2 separate regions of the Mus musculus genome follow, and region 1 is linked to region 2. The links are chromatin contacts, called in public promoter capture Hi-C maps. All regions are on one chromosome and are shown on one strand. Each heading gives the region's core, a stretch centred on a gene start, on an enhancer-like site or on the middle of the called end of the contact. The rest is flanking DNA. Distances are from core to core; before and after follow the strand shown. Region 1 holds the start of Zfp799 (zinc finger protein 799). Region 2 holds the start of A530088E08Rik (RIKEN cDNA A530088E08 gene).

Region 1 (4,000 bases), core at 353-2,852, 430 kb after region 2:
GAGCGAGCCATGCACGTGACCAGTAATACGTATGATAAAAACCAATCTGAGCGAGCCATGCACGTGACCAGTAATACTTATGATAAAGACCAATCTGAGCAAGCCATGCACGTGACCAGTAATACTTATGATAAGGACCAATCTGAGCAAGCCATGCACGTGAATTTTCCTTTTCAGTAAGTCCAGCAATGTCAAAAGGGTTTGGAAAGTCAGGCATTTATTGAGAGTTATAAGAATCCTTAGGCTAAGAATACAAGTCATGGAATTTAGAGGAAACTTCCCTTGAGTGAAACCCATAGGCATGTTCTCATAGGACTAGCGGATGTCACTGAAATGTGAGAGAAGACAGGGTGGGGTGGGGCTGTTCTGGGATACTCTGTGCTTTGGGAACTATCAGCTTTCTGGCCTACATGACTGTTTTGTTAAGCAAAAACTCTGCACTGGTTTATTCTGAATATCAATATCAACAAAGAACAAATAAAGGCACAATTTAATAATCTGTCTCAATAATGACGCCTGACAATATACCAAATCATATATACATGCACATAAAACTCACCAGCCTAACCAGATATAACCCCCTGCCTGAGACTATAGAAACTGCAACAAGCTGGTTGACGGGTCATAGGGTCAATTGTCAAAAGCCAGAAAACTTATCACAGGAAAAGCCCCGTCTCTACCCTAGGACTCCAGCTCTAGGACCTCAGCTCACTTCAAACAGGCCTTCTAACAACAGCCTGTGCTCGGAACGTGCATTGGACATTCTACACCCTCACTGATAAGTCTTACCAGTTCTCTGCCTCCAACTTGAGAACCTCCTATATTTTCAGCCTTTCTAACCATTTAGTAACTTGCACTTTGTATACCATTGTGTTAAATGGTCATGTGTTACCTGCCTATTGATAGTAATACTTAAGATAGGGATAAATGCATCGTGGTTGCCAATGGCCAGCTCTCAAGGATAACCAGGTGTACTCATCAAATCCTAGCCGATAAAGGCTGAGAAATGACTGACTGTTAAGTAAATTGGGACACTGAGCAGACATAAATGCAGCCTACTTTTTTTTTTTTTTTTTTTTTTTTTTTTTTTTTTTTGACAACGTGCATAGAACCCGGGCTCACCTCGCGGTTTTCCTACAAATCCCCTTACAAGAGCCCAAACCCACGGTTCCCCACGACTCTCCGCCTACACCTCCCAGACTGCGGAGACGCAGGCTGCAAGCGCCCAGCTGACCTGAGACCCCGCAGCACTGAGCTCTCAGCAAAGGACAGGACCGCAGCTCTGCCTGCTGGTCCAGCTCCATCCAGAGGGACCCGGGCAGCGCGGCCCAGCAGAGCAGATGAGATGCAGACTCAGCTGCCCTGGAAGGCCGCGTCCCCACTGCCGCCTCCGCTTACAGTAGCCTCCTCCCTACAGCCTGCGCACGCACCATTTCCAGTCACCGGGTGTCCAGGTGACCTCCTGCGATTCCCGCTGTCAGTAGGGGGGACAGAGATACCGAGGAGAGAGACCTGGGGGCCGCAGTCAAAGACACAGGACGACAATATGGCGGGGACACACAATGGCACCCCAAATGTTGTGCTTTCTACGTCACCGAAGACCGAAACTCCTCATTGGGCAGTTCACACAGCTACCAAACGTTCTCCTTGATTGGCCAACAATCCGTGAGCCTGCCTCCTGAATCCTGAGTGACAATAGAAACATCTCCTTCCTCCCTGGAAGACTTCACAGTTGACCCTGGTTCCTACTCTGGAGAGCACCTGGCCCCACCAAGGTTTTTTCTCAGATGCACTACTTTTATCGTTCCTTTTTGGTACATTTATTTATAGCTCATGTTTCAATATCACCACACAAGATATTTTGATGATCCCAGAAGGGCAAAAGTCAAAGGGTTGGGGCTAGGGAGATGGCTCCTTTGAAGTTCTTCTGGAGAACTCGGGTTGGCTTTCCAGAACCTCATCGTGGTTCACAATTGTCTGTAACTCTTAATTCCAGGGGATCTGATGCCTGATGCCCTATTTTTGCCTCCAAGGGCACCATGCATGCAATGGGTGCACAAACCATACCTGCAGGAAAAATATACCTGCACACACACACAAAATAATAAAATGAAAAAAATAAAAATAATCAGCCTCCTTCCTCAAAAGCACAGGTCTTCCAAACCCCCTCATGTATCATCTCATCAAACAAGCAAGCGACAACAAATTTCTGCTTTGTGTTGGCCAGCTGCTCCCACATACGGGGCCTCATTTGGAGTGTGGTTGATGTTCCCTGTGTCACTCCATTAAGGAAAAACAATTTTCGCTCTCCTAGCATCTTGATTAGGAGTGGGACTTTGCTACCACTTCCCCTTCCCTGGGCTGGGATTTTTGTCTAACTTTATTGAACTTATGTAGGTCTTGTACATGTAGCCACTGTCTCTCTGAGTTCTTATGTGCACCAACCCTGCTTATCTGGAAAACACTGTTTTCTTGAAGTCACCCATCTCCTCTGGTCTTACAAACATTACACTGCCTCTTCTACAGAGATCTCTACCTTCATTAGATTTTTTTTTCCTTTTTTGATTCTTCAGCTAAGACAGTAAGAAATATGATGTCATACAGACCCTAAGAAAACACAAATGCCAGCCCAGGCTACTATATCCAGCAAAACTCTCAATTACCATAGATGGAGAGAGCAAGATAGTCCATGACAAAAACAAATTTACACAATATCTTTCCAAAAATCCAGACCTAAAAAGGATAATAGAAGGAAAACTCCAACACAAGAAAGGAAAGTACACCCTAGAAAAAGCAAGACAGTAATCTTCTTTCAACAAACCCAAAAGAAGACAGCCACACAAACATAATTCCACCTCAAACAACAAAAATATCAGGAATCAACAATCACTATTTCTTAATATCTCTTAACACCAATGGACTCAATTCCTCAATAAAAAGACATAGACTAACAGACTGGATACATAAACAATCCAGAATTTTGCTGCATACAGGAATTGCACCTCAGTGTCAAAGACAGACACTACCTCAGAGAAAAGGGTTGCAAAACAATTTTCCAAGACAATGGTCCCCAAAACAAGCTGGAGTAGCCATTCTAATATCAAATAAAATTGACTGTCAACCTAAAATTATCATAAAAGATAAGGAAGGACACTTCATACTCATCAAAGGAAAAATCTACCAAGAAGAGCTCTCAATTCTGAACATTTATGCTCCAAATGCAAGGGTACCCACATTCATAAAAGAAACTTCACTAAAGCTCAACACCCCACTCTCAGCAATAGACAGATCATGGAAACAGAAACTAAACAGAGACACAGTGTAACTAACAGAAGTTATGGACCAAATAGATTTAACAGATATCTACAGAATATTTCATCCTAAAACAAAAGGATATACCTTCTTCTCAGCACCTCATGGTATGTTCTCCAAAACTGACCATATAATCCATCACAAAACAGGCCTCAGCAGATACAAGAAGACTGAAATAATCTCATGCACCCTATCAGATCACCATGGACTAAGGCTGGTCTTCAACAACAACAAAAACAACAGAAAGCCGACATACCCATAGAAGCTGAACAACACTCTGCTCAATGATAACTTGGACAAGGAACAAATAAAGAAAAAACTTTTTAGAATTTAATGAAAATGAAAGCACAACATTACCCCAAATTATAGGACACAATGAAAGCAGTGCTAAGAGGAAAACTCATAGCACTGAGTGCCTCCAAAAAGAAACTGGAGAGAGCATACACTAGCAGCTTTCAGCACACCTAAAAACTCTAGGACAAAAGGAAACAAATTCACCCAAGAGGAGTAGATGGCAACAAATAATCAAACTTGGGGCTGAAATCAACCAAGCAGAAACAAAAAGAGCTATATTTTTGTATAGTTTTTTGTTAATTCTTTAACAAACAAACCCAGGAGCTGGTTCTTTGAAAAATTCAACAAGATAGATAAATCCTTAGCCAGCCTAACCAGAGGCACAGAGACAGTA
Region 2 (3,785 bases), core at 1,158-3,657:
ATAGACAAAGTTGTAAGTCCATGGAGTTTTCCTTCTTGGGGAGGTGGTGTTGGTGGAGAGTGGCTCAGGGGGGACTCTACTCCTCCCCCTGACATTTGCACTAGGTTCTGAACTGAAGTTTGAATTTCACCCAGCCAAGATGGAAGGGAAAGTATATGGTGTCTCTGAACAAAGGCTGGCAGATGAACAAATCAAGGGAAGGGCAGTAAAGGCTGGACGGAAGTGTCTGCAGTCAGTTAGGATCTATGGTGCTGGGGACTGAGCCCCGGGCTCGGCTTGTACTAAGCATACCCTCCACCAGTGGACTACCCCAATCCCCGCTGTGGGAGTAGTGGGAGATGCTGAGCTAGGAAGGAACATGCTTGTTTGGTAGAAAGCACTGTCTGGAGCCTGTGTAGTGGGCCAGCTCTGGCACTTTACAGGGCCTCAGAATACTGCTGCAGGGCTGGGCGCTTAGCCCAGTAGTAGAGCACTTGCCTTTTGTGTGTGAGTCCCTAAACTGGAAAAAAAGAAAGGAAGAAGGAAGGAAGGAAAGAAGGAAGGAAGGAAGGAAGAAAAAAAGAAAGAAAGAAAGAAAGAAAGAAAGAAAGAAAGAAAGAAAGAAAGAAAGAAAGAATTGGGCCTGGTGGTGCACACCTTTAATCCCCACAAACAGGAGACAGGGACAGGCAGATCTGTGAGTCTGAGGACAGCCAGGTCTATGCAGCAAGAGCCTATCTTGGAAAAAAAAATCCCCATAATATGAAACCACTTTTCTAAATATAACATGAAGGCTGAGCTGTTTCTATGACATTTATTTAGTTTGTGCTTGTGCACACACATTTGCCATGGCACAAGTGGAGGCCGGAGAACAGCTTGACTTTATTGATTTATTTGTGTGGGTTCAGGAAGGGGAAGGGCAACACTTAGGTGTCAGTCTCTCCTTGGCCATGTGGGCTCAGGGTTTCCACCAGGTGCTTTGACTTGCCGGTCACCTCGCCAGAGCCTCAGTTGTTTTGAGATAAAGCCTTGTTACATGGCTTACGCAGGCCTAGAACTCAAGACTGATCATCTTCCTGCTCCTGCCTTCCAAGTGCTGGGATTTTAGTAGTCCTAACCCTGATGAATGGAAGGCATTTCAAAACTTTCCAGGAAAAGAGCTGAACTAACCATGAGCTTCCAGCAAACGCCAGCTCAACCAATCTTTCTTTTTTTTAAAGATTTATTTATTTATTATATGTAAGTACACTGTAACTGTCTTCAGACACACCAGAAGAGGGCATCAGATCTCATTATGGATGGTTGTGAGCCACCATGTGGTTGCTGGGATTTGAACTCATGACCTTCAGAAGAGCAGTCAGAGCTCTTAACCACTGAGCCATCTCTCCAGCCCGGAACCAACCTTTTAGGTGTATTTTCAACCCGATTTTACCACTAGAGGTGATACATACAACTCTTCTTTTTTTCTTGGTGGTGGGTGTAAAACCCACAATCCCACAACCCCTCCCATGTTAAGCAAGTGCTCTATCACCGAGCCACATCCGAGGCCCTAACTCTTTCCTACAATTGGATCTCTTAGTATATGCTAGGCCCTGGTCTCTAATCTTCCTAGTGTCCACTAGTCTCCCAGTTCTCATTTTGCAGCAGGTTTGTAACTGTTCCTCCCCCACCCACTACAACGTGAACTCCACAGGGCAGGGAGTGTCATCTGCTTTGCTGACATCTCTCCTTAGTGCTTCACTCAGGGACCAATTCGATGCTCAAAAAACTTCTGCTTGGCCCAGCAAGATGGCTCAGCAAATAAAGGTGCTTGCCTCCAAGGCTGTCTGAGTTTGATCCCCAGGACTCACGTAATTGAAGGAGAGAACTGACTCCTGAAAGTTGTCCTTTGACTCCAGGAACCATGGCTTGCTTGCTCCTTTCTAATATAAATAAATAAATGCAGGTTGTCCTCTGACCTCAACACGTGTTGTGATAAAGGACACACACACACACACACACACACACTGAATGAACATCTGCTTGAATGAATGAATGAATGAATGAATGAATGTTGTCTTTAAGGCAGAGAAGGGGAATTTCACATTCAAGGAAACAAAGTAAGACATAGGCTATGTATATATGGCAGCTCAAATCCACATGTAGCCAACGGCTTGGTCTACTGGATACCGAAGACAACAACCGTCAGTGCCAAGAACAATTAGACATCCTCACAGTACTAAGGTGCATGCATCCATTCAATGCTCCTTTCTCAGCTGAACCCCAGCTGCCTACGGGTCCTGCCAGTCTTCCTCGCCCCAGTTTAGGGGGAAAGAGAGATGAGCGCTGCTAGGGGCCCCAGCCGCTTCCTGCTGGGCTTTCATACTCCCCACAACTTCCTGTGTCTAGAGGGCTGATGCTAGATTGACAGACAAACACCCAGGCTTCCGGCCACCCAGCCTAGCCCCAGCTGGATTGGGGGAGAGCGTACCTGGGGCCTTCGGATTTGGCTTGGGTTCCAGTGGTGCCACGTTCTTGTGCCTTCCCCACAGGGTCTTGGAAAACCGGAGGCGATTGGACCGTGACTCCTTAGGGGGTGCAGAGAGGACCCGACGAAACAGAGATCTGGGGGCTGGCTGGCTGTTCACCATGGGCTCCTGATGGCTCAGGGCCCTTCCCCAGCCTGCAAAGCGGCCCCAGCGGAACCCTCCAGCAGCCTTTTCCCCACTGCCTCCAGTGTGCCAGCGGTAGGATGTCAGCGGAGAGGGCAGCGAGGGCTGCGTTTGGGAATCTTCTTCACTCTGCAACGGTGGGTCCATGGCGGAGGAGTCTCTGCTGCGAGACCAAAAGGTTCTGAACATTGTCTGCCCACATTCTGGCTTCATCTTCCCTGGTCTCTTCTCAGCTTCGCCTCCAGGAACATACTTGAGGATGCCACACGTACACCCTCCCTTACCTTGATTTCCTGGCCAGTCCAGAACCAGCAGCCGTCTGTACTGTGCCTAGCTTCCTTCCTCAGAACCTAGCTCCACGTGACCCTGTCTTGTCTCCCCCGCCCCCCCCCCTTTACAGTCAGGCTGGGAGGGCATGATGGGGGCAGGATGCGGAGGTGGCGGGGTGGAAGAGAGGTTGGCAGTTCTGGCTTCTGACGAGAAGGTCTAGGAGGCAGTACATACTTCTCTTTGAGCTTCAGTTGCCTTCTGTGAAATGGGAACATCTTGGATAAATGCTGGCTAGCAAGGCCCCCTAAAGTCTCCTGGTGGCCGGAGTGTGGAAAGACTCACTTATGTAGGGAAGCTGCCACAATTTTATTGGAATGGATTTATTATTTGTGTGTGTGTGGATGCTATAGTGCTCATATGGTGATCAAAGGACAGCCATGTGGAGGTAGAGTCAGTTCTCTCCCACCTTTGTGTGAGATTGGAGGCTGGAACTCCGGATCGTACATGGCAAGTGACATTACCCGCTGAGCCATTCACCAGCCCCTCCACCTTGGGAGTGGAACCTAGGGCCTGGGTGCAAGGCCTATGCTCTATTACTTAGCCACATGCCTAGCCGTCTTTTCATTTTTTATTATACAGACCGGGCCTTGAGCTCACGGCATGTGTTGTAGCCCAGGCTGGCCTTGGACTCTTGGCTAGACGTTCCCCAAACCAGTGTTAAGTTAGAACTAAAGATTGCATGTTCGTGACAGTTGTAGCCCTCATTGTGCCACACCTCCAGTCCTTGTTCTAGCATGGTTATGTGGCTCTCCTCAGATCCAGTATTTCCCCTGCTAGGCAGACATCCAATAGACATGGCCACCAACACTGCACCTAAGGACTCCA

What was found. Promoter capture Hi-C pulls out the DNA fragments that hold promoters and counts their contacts.
Region 1: a promoter capture Hi-C map of stem cell-derived epiblast-like cells shows a contact between it and region 2, with 3 times the contacts expected there. The contact joins the promoter of Zfp799 here to the promoter of A530088E08Rik in region 2. A contact is called at or near these places in 3 of 39 promoter capture datasets (cranial neural crest, hippocampal neurons and stem cell-derived epiblast-like cells).

The regions. Positions count from the first base shown.
Region 1 is chr17:32,828,659-32,832,658 of GRCm38.p6, forward strand. Zfp799 (zinc finger protein 799) reads right to left here and starts at 1,603. Exons shown (of 4, transcript NM_177359.5): 1 at 1,431-1,603. The coding sequence starts at 1,433.
Region 2 is chr17:32,400,607-32,404,391 of GRCm38.p6, forward strand. A530088E08Rik (RIKEN cDNA A530088E08 gene) reads left to right here and starts at 2,408. Exons shown (of 1, transcript NR_029458.1): 1 at 2,408-3,785. Rasal3 (RAS protein activator like 3) reads right to left here and starts at 2,975. Exons shown (of 18, transcript NM_001374604.1): 1 at 2,915-2,975; 2 at 2,450-2,793. The coding sequence starts at 2,777.